Regions from separate parts of the Ovis aries genome. Here region 2 is linked to region 1. Evidence: chromatin contacts called from public Hi-C data. All regions are on one chromosome and are shown on one strand. The core of a region is the stretch at or near the end of the contact, and the rest is flanking DNA. Distances in the headings are between cores, read along the strand shown. Region 1 holds the start of DYRK2 (dual specificity tyrosine phosphorylation regulated kinase 2). Region 2 has its middle 190 kb from the start of CAND1.

Region 1 (3,775 bases), core at 205-2,704:
GAGGAGCGCAGGGGTGGGCGGGCTCCGGAGGGGAAGTGAGGGGCCCGTGCCACGAATCCTCCTTTGTGGCTGCAGCTTTAGGCTCGCCCAAGTTCCAGAGGGCGGCGTCCCGGAAAGGCCACTGGCCAGGGCCGTGGAGACACTCGCACTTCGACCTCTCTCCCCTCTCCCGGCTGCAGAAGCTCCCAAGTCCGGGTGCTGGTGCCCCGGGCCCCTCTCCCGCCCCTCGTCCCCATCCCAGCCGCCCACGGGCTGGGTCTCACCGTGTGGGCTGCGGTGGCAGCGTTGCTGGCTCGGAGAGGCGGCAGGGCGATGGGGGAGGGCGGGCCGGTCCCCACTCCGCTCCGGGGGGCCCCCGCACCAAGCCCCGGGGAAGCCTGAAGCTGGCGGACGGCGCTGTCCCCTCCTCGGCCTGGCAGCCACGCGCGGGAGGAGACAAAAGAGGGTCAAGGGGGAGAAAGTCACTGGGACCCCGTGGCCCCGCCCCGCCCCACCCCACCCCTCCAGGCTGCGGAGCCCGCTCTCCCCCGGGGCCGAGCCAGGGACCTTGAGTGCGAGCGCCCCAGGAGCGGCGGGAGGCCTGGGACGCAGAAACCCGGCGCGCCCACGGGCGGGGCTCCGGCGGCTGCAAAGTTAAGTAGGGCTCCCCGCGCGCGAGCGAGTTCGCGACCCCGCCAGGGAGCCGGGCTGAGCCGGGCCGGCGGTCCACTCTGCGGGCGTCCGTAGGCCCGGAGCGGGACTGGACTGCCGACCCGGGCGCCGCCGCATCGCCGAGCCCCAGACTGGGGAGGTCAGGAACGGCTCCAGTCCAGCCGGAGGGCTCCGCTCCGAGGAGCCTCGGGGCCCGCGTGTTAACAATGAGCTGAGGCGAGGGCGCGCCGTCCACCCGGGGAACCCCGCGCCGCCCAGTCACGGCGCAGACTTTGTTCGAGGTCCTGCTGGCAGCGGGCGCCGGCGCCACGAGGGCTGGCCCGGGGGCCGGCGGGGGCAGCGGGGCCCGGGCCTCCTTACCGGTCGGGTAGGCGGCGGGAGCGGCGGCCGAAGGTTTCCTGGTTAACATGGCCGCTGGAGAAGAAAATGCATCTCAAGGCTGCCGTCTCCGCCGCCGCCGCCGCCCGTCCTGCTGCTACTTCTCGCGGCCGCCACCGCGGCCGCCCCCTGGTTGCCCCTTTGGCGGATCTCCGGCGCCTCCTCGCCGCCTCGCGTCAGCTACAGTCAGACACACACAGTCCGCTGCATCCCCTCGGCCCGGGCCCGCCGCCGCGAGCCCCCCGCTCTCCTCGCCGCCGCCGCCGTCCTCCTCTTCCTCGGGCGGCCTCAGCACCCTCCGGCCCGTGCACATGCCTCGCCCTCCCCGGCGCGCCGCGGGCCTCCCCGATTCCCTCGCATAGGGCGCGGGGGAGCGGCGGGCTGCGCCGCCTGGGCCGACTCGCTCGGGAGCCTCCTCCCGGGCCCGCGCAGGCGCGCCCCCGCGCACACTCGCCGGGAGCCCGCGCGCCGCACGGCCCAGGAGGGCAGCCCCGCCCCCGCTCCCTCCGCCGCCGGGCAGGCCCCGCCCCCGGGCTCCCCCACCGCCGCCGCCGCGCCACTCGCTCCCGCGTCCACCCCTCCCCCACCCAGCCGCCCACCGAAGTCCCTCCCCGCTCGCCCCCGCCCCCAGTCTTCGGCGTAGACACCCCTCCACTCCCCGGAAAACTCCGCAGCCTCCGCTCGCCCTTCGCCTCCCCCTCCGGCCATCTGCATTGCTCCCCTCGGCGCCTCAGCTAACGACCTTCTGCCCTCCCCGGCCTCGTCCTCTCCCCGCCCAGCGCAACCCACCACCGCTTCCCTCCCACCGAAATCACTGCAGAAAACCCCCCTCCCCTTCCGAGCGCTTTCCCCAAACACGTATGCATTTTCAGCTTGCCGAACCTAATGGCTGCTCGCAGACAATACTGCCCGCCCCCCTCCCCGCCTTCCGGGTCCCAGTGGCTTAACCACCCCATCGCCCCATCTGATCGTGAAAATAACTTAGTTGTGCGAGGGTCACCTGGCTAAGGTAAGTCTAGCCCCTCTGGAGAGCCGAGCCTTAGCCTGGTGACCCAGAACGTGGGCCAAGGAGGGGGCTGCCCTCCCGCTTCCACCTCCACCTCCACCGCACATACTCCCTCCCGGGTTTACTGACACCAAATGACCGCTCTCCAGTCGCTAGGACGAGGGGAGGCAGCGAGGCGCGTGTGGACGGCTGCCGGGGAAGCAGCTGGCTGTGGGTTGCTAGGCAAAAATAAACATCAGAGACACCTCCCATTTCCTTAACAACTCCGAGCCTTTCCCTGCTCGGCCACTGGGAGAGACACACCTTCCCAAACGATACCTTCAGTTCCTCTCCTCCAGAGACACAAAGTCTCTTTCCCTTTCCCATCCAAGACACGTGGAGAATTTCCCTTTTTATTTTGCCATATACAGCCTCTCTTTCCCTTGCAGACGGGAAAACTGCTTGCCCTTCTCACACCCGCCTCGTGTCGTCTGTGGCACAGGTCTTTGTGCAAAGGTCACAGGTTTTGTTACTTCAGCGGGAGGGGAGACGGGAAGCGGGAAGCTTGTCTTGCGCTTTCTTCCTAAGATATGCCTGGTTTCTGAAGTTCTCCTGGGGGCCTGGGTCCGTTAAGTCTGTCCTGGGACTCTGCGGCCGCTGGCCAGATCAAGTGTGCAGGCCTGAGCTAGTGCAGATTCAAATCAGAATGGGGACCCATTCCCTCTACTGTTTGCAAATTGTCATAGCAACCTGTCAGCAACATCACTCTCAGCTTTATGCAAATGCCCCCAAATGGGTGTTTCAAAGTTACAGTGTGACCCTCTCAGAGTCTTCAGGGATCCCACAGGAGGCAGCAAGGATTGAGGGCACTGGCAGAGAGAACAGGTGGCAAAGCATAAAATTGTGACTGGTAATATGTACCTCAAACGGGTCCTCTCTGTGCCTTCTCTTAATAAACCAGAACCACACTGAAACAGTCAACCCAATAATAAGCCTTTACAAAGGAAGATCTGGTCCTGATCTGGTCCCAGAAGAGCATAGTCCCCTTTGCTTGTCATCACAGGCTATCACACTCAGATTTGCCTGGGGAAACATATTCAGTATTCTCAATGAAAAGGGATTCCTTAGTAGCAGAGTTGAAGCTAGAACTCATTTTCTGAGTCCCTCTAATCTAACCCTGTGCTGTGTTACACTACCTTGGCTTTTTAAGAAACCTCACACCTCTTTTCCTTCCTTCCCTTTCAAAATAATTATTTTCATACTTTTTCCTTTTCTTAGTGAGCCTTCCATACAACTGATGTTCAAATGAAAAATGTGAAGCCAAAAATTCAATTTTGATATAATGTGACACTGTTATTTTACTCAAATAATTATTATACTTCAACAGAAGCTAACTATTCTGCTTTTTCATGAATAAGAAAAGCAATAACTGCTAGATGTCATAGTTTGTGGAATCCATGTTAATAATATTAATTTCCACATTAAACATGAGGAAAAGGAACACTGTTTTTCCAGCGAAGGAAAATCACACACACAATGAATCATTAACTTTGATCAAAGGAAAACTGTATGTTTAGAGAACTTTTCCTAGTGTATTGCTTCATGACATGACAAGTGCAATTTCCATTTTTTAATTTTTTGCTTTCTTAAGGAAAATTTGCAATTAGTCTAGTATCTTTCACTATTTTAATTATAAATGCTATATCTTTCAAATCAAAGACTTAAAAATCATATTCTTATTGACCTCTGAATTACTATTTA
Region 2 (4,087 bases), core at 709-3,208, 190 kb after region 1:
CATGGCATCTTGTCCCATCACTTCATGGGAAATAGATGGGAAAACAGTGGAAACAGTGTCAGACTTTAATTTTTTGGGCTTCAAAATCACTGCAGATGGTGACTGCAGCCATGAAATTAAAAGATGCTTACTCCTTGGAAGAAAAGTTATGAGCAACCTAGATAGCATATTCAAAAGCAGAGACATTACTTTGCCAACTAAGGTCCGTCTAGTCAAGGCTATGGTTTTTCCTGTAGTCATGTATGGATATGAGAGTTGGACTGTGAAGACAGCTGAGCACTGAAGAATTGATGCTTTTGAACTGTGGTGTTGGAGAAGACTCTTGAGAGTCCCTTGGACTGCAAGGAGATCCAACCAGTCCATTCTGAAGGAGATCAGCCCTGGGATTACTTTGGAAGGAATGATGCTAAAGCTGAAACTCCAGTACTTTGGCCACCTCATGGGAAGAGTTGACTCTTTGGAAAAGACTCTGATGCTGGGAGGGATTGGGGGCAGGAGGAGAAGGGGATGACAGAGGATGAGATGGCTGGATGGCATCACTGACTCAATGGACGTGAGTCTGAGTGAACTTCGGGAGTTGGTGATGGACAGGGAGGCCTGACTTGCTGTGATTCATGGGGTTGCAAAGAGTCAGACATGACTGAGCGACTGAGCAACTGAACTAAACTGAACTGAATGAATTGGCTGAGCCCATGGACAAAGTCCAGAGAAGGCAATGGCACCCCACTCCAGTACTCTTGCCTGGAAAATCCCATGGATGGAGGAGCCTGGTACACTGCAGTCCATGGGGTCGCTAAGAGTGGGACAATACTGAGCGACTTGACTTTTACTTTTCACTTTCATGCATTGGAGAAGGAAATGGCAACCACTCCAGTGTTCTTGCCCAAAGAATCTCAGGGACGGCTGAGCCTGGTGGGCTGCCATCTGTGGGGTCGCACAGAGTCGGACACAACTGAAGCAGCTTAGCAGCAGCAGAGTGAACAAAGTCAGACTTCCTGGGTTCAAATGTTTCTACCCTGTTCTAACACTATGACCTTGGGTCAGTAAACTAACCGCTCTGTGACTGAGAGAGCTAATGACTTTCTCTAGTGCACAGAATTATTTTGAGTCAATGTACAAAATTATTGGGATAACACATTGAGTCAATGTACACAAAACTTTGAGAACAAGGTGTTTTGCAAAGTGTGCCCCACCTATGTGTAAGCTGTTATCATCGAAGTTAGTCTCTTCCAACAATTAAGTTTGAGATTACTTTCTTGGTCATCATCTTGATGGAAGAGGAGAGAGAAATGATGTAACACTGGGCGCCTGAACCACTGAGCTTGAGTCCCAGAGGAAGAAGAAGAAAAAGAAGGTTTAAGCCCAAAAGGCATTCTTTGCCTATTTCTCAACTTTGTCCAAGACAAGCCAGGATCAGCAGAGCCCAGGGGAGGAATACATAAAGGGGACTGAAGCCGAAAGCCAGGTAACAACATGGAAAGACTGTCATCAGACATTTGGCCAAGGAGGCAGCCACCCAGGTGAAGTACTATGAGTTCTTAGGAGTTAGGCCAACACTCACTGTTTGCAATGATGTTGATTTTTCACTTATCAGTGGGTAAATGCCACAATTATGCTGGATTTTCCCCAAACTGGAAAGGGAAAGAGAAAAACAAACAAACAAAAAAACCCCTCAGACCAACTTGCATTTCCTGAGGGCTATGCAGGAAGTTAGAGCTAGAAGTTAGAAGCCTGTTTGGAGCAGGGGCAGTGAGCAAACACAGATTTTTCTGATACATTCAGCATTAGGATGTCAAGTTCCTGACCCTAATCAACCAAGGTCATGAACAAACTAGTCCTTTAAACATTTTATGAAAGAAACTGCTGTGCATTTTTCTCCCTGGACTCTCTCCTTTAGAATACAAATGAAGCCTGGCCCTCCCAAGCTAATGCTCCAGGCTAGTTTAGCACAGAGCTGACTTCTTGGTGATCTGCTGCCTCCATCAGGATCAGGGTAGAATCTGTTTCAATACATTACAATTTGTTCAGTCCTGAGAGGATGCAGTGACTTCCGGGCCAACGTTGAGCAGAGGGGTCTATTGGAGATGAGCATGTTATTTGCGTACAAATTTTAATAACTTAAACTTTTATCAAAATAAAGATGCAAAGGAAAAATAGGAAAAGAGCTCCCCATTTGGGGTGAGTAGCTATTAGATCCACTACCAGGTCTGCCACATGTACTGTGTGATTTGGGGAAAGTCTCTGAACCCCTGAGCTCACTGGTCTCCTCTGTAAAGTGCTGACAGCCCCATAGGCTGATTATAGCCCCACTGTGATCTGTTCCTGACTCCTGAGTCAGTTCTAGCCACTTCCTGCTGCTACAGTCCTCTCTAGTTATACTGATCTCCTCAGGGCTCCTCCTTCCTCTGGCTCTTACTCAAATTTGAGTAAGAACCTAAAAGGATCTGCCTTAAAAAATCCCCCATCCCCTCCCCGTTTTCCAGGCTGACAGCAATTCATCCTAAACATACATGCTGAATGCTTCCCTATCAATAGGACATCCCCATCAATGTCATTCCTCCAGGAAGTCTTCTTTGTCACCATCTCCCCCAGTTAACGTCTAGATTCTCTGTCCTCCTGTGAGCCCAAAGGGCTTGTGTGTGTCCCATCAGAGAACTTACAACAAACCATCGTATTGATTTTCCAGATCATCCCCCTGGACTGTGAGCTCTTTGTAAGCAGAGATCATGTCTTTCTAAAGTCTTGGCATCTCCGGGGCTTAGTGCAAGGCCAGACACATGACGTATCCAATGTCTGTTTGCAAAGTGAACCTTAACCCTAACTGGTAAATGTTCTTTTGCCATTTTTCTGGTCCTCCAATGACAGTTACTGCAGGAGAACTCAGCAGTATTGGTACCTGCTCCAGAATATTTCTCTAAGTTGCTGTGCCTAACACCTTCTGTTATCTTCATGGCCAGATCACCCCACTTTAGCCCAGACTCCACCTTTCCCTTGAGGTGGATACTGCTGACTTTCATTTTAAACACCATCTGCTCCACACCTAGACACATCAGCCAGGATCCCAAACAAGGCTGCTATCTGGCTTCCTCCTGCCCTGGTCATCCAGCAGCCTCTCAGTCCTCTTTCTGCCAAATCCCATTTGATGGGCTACACAAGATTCACTCTGACTTACTATCTTTTTGAAATCATGCAACCAAGCCACAATCTTCTTGATCTTTAGTAAAGAAAGATCTAACCCAAGCATCCTCCTTCCCTCTCACACAGGTCAGATTCCCTAAGAAAATATTGGAAGGAGAGATTGAATTTACATCCTTTCTTCTCCTAGAACTTGCTGAGCATCATGTTTTCCTTCCTACTCTGCCATTGCCCCGGCCCCTCCCGCACTGATCACCATCAGGAACTCCCAGGCACCCCCTTCAGTGGGTACCTCTCCCTTCTGGTGAGCTCAGAAAAGAGGTTGATGGGCTGAGCACACTTCAATCAAGTGCCTGAAACATTCATTGTGTCACCGCAGAGGAGTAGAGGGGTATCAGTCTTGTCTGAACAACTGGAGTAATTTAAGAAACCAACAATACATTCTGCTTTACAAAACTTAAATCCTTATACCGTATATGAGTTTTCCCATGGTATAAGAGAGAAATATCCAAAATGACAGACTCTTCTCATGGGGTTTCCATCATGGACACAGGCCTATTCCCAAAGAAACTGTCATGTCTCCAAATGCCTTATTCTCCCTACTCCACACAGCAGTGACATCTAGCTTTGAATCTAGTTTATTACCCAAAAGATCTGGTCTTGACCCAGAAGTCATCACCTTTTGCATGGTTCCTTTCCCTAAGTCTGAGTCATTCCGCCTAAGGAAACTCAGTGGAGCTTTGTCCAGAAACTAGCAATAGGGAACCCCTGATTCCTCAGGGAACTCTGGTCCCCAGAATAGAAGAGTGATTATAAGCTCTGGAGCCAGGTGATTAGGGCTTGCACATGGCTCCAGTTTTCCCACTTGTGTGATCCTCATTATATATCTTACGCTGTCTGGACCTCAGACATCCTTATCTGTGTTACGGTAATAATAATAATGAGCCTTTCC

Evidence for each region. Hi-C and Micro-C count contacts between places; a contact is called where the count stands out from the background.
Region 2: a contact with region 1 is called in a Hi-C map of tail adipose tissue, with 2.1 times the contacts expected there. The contact joins the enhancer-like site here to the promoter of DYRK2 in region 1. A contact is called at or near these places in 2 of 16 Hi-C or Micro-C datasets (hypothalamus and tail adipose tissue).

The regions. Positions count from the first base shown.
Region 1 is chr3:152,298,889-152,302,663 of ARS-UI_Ramb_v3.0, forward strand. It overlaps DYRK2 (dual specificity tyrosine phosphorylation regulated kinase 2), which reads right to left and starts at 1,455. Exons shown (of 2, transcript XM_027967475.2): 1 at 1,012-1,455.
Region 2 is chr3:152,488,418-152,492,504 of ARS-UI_Ramb_v3.0, forward strand. No RefSeq gene overlaps it. Among named protein-coding and RNA genes, the nearest start is that of CAND1, 190 kb to the right of the region's middle. Within about 2 kb of position 1,959, at least 12 of the 54 cell types and tissues checked have an H3K27ac peak or open chromatin away from gene starts, as enhancers often do. A contact at or near this core is called in tail adipose tissue, where this site is marked.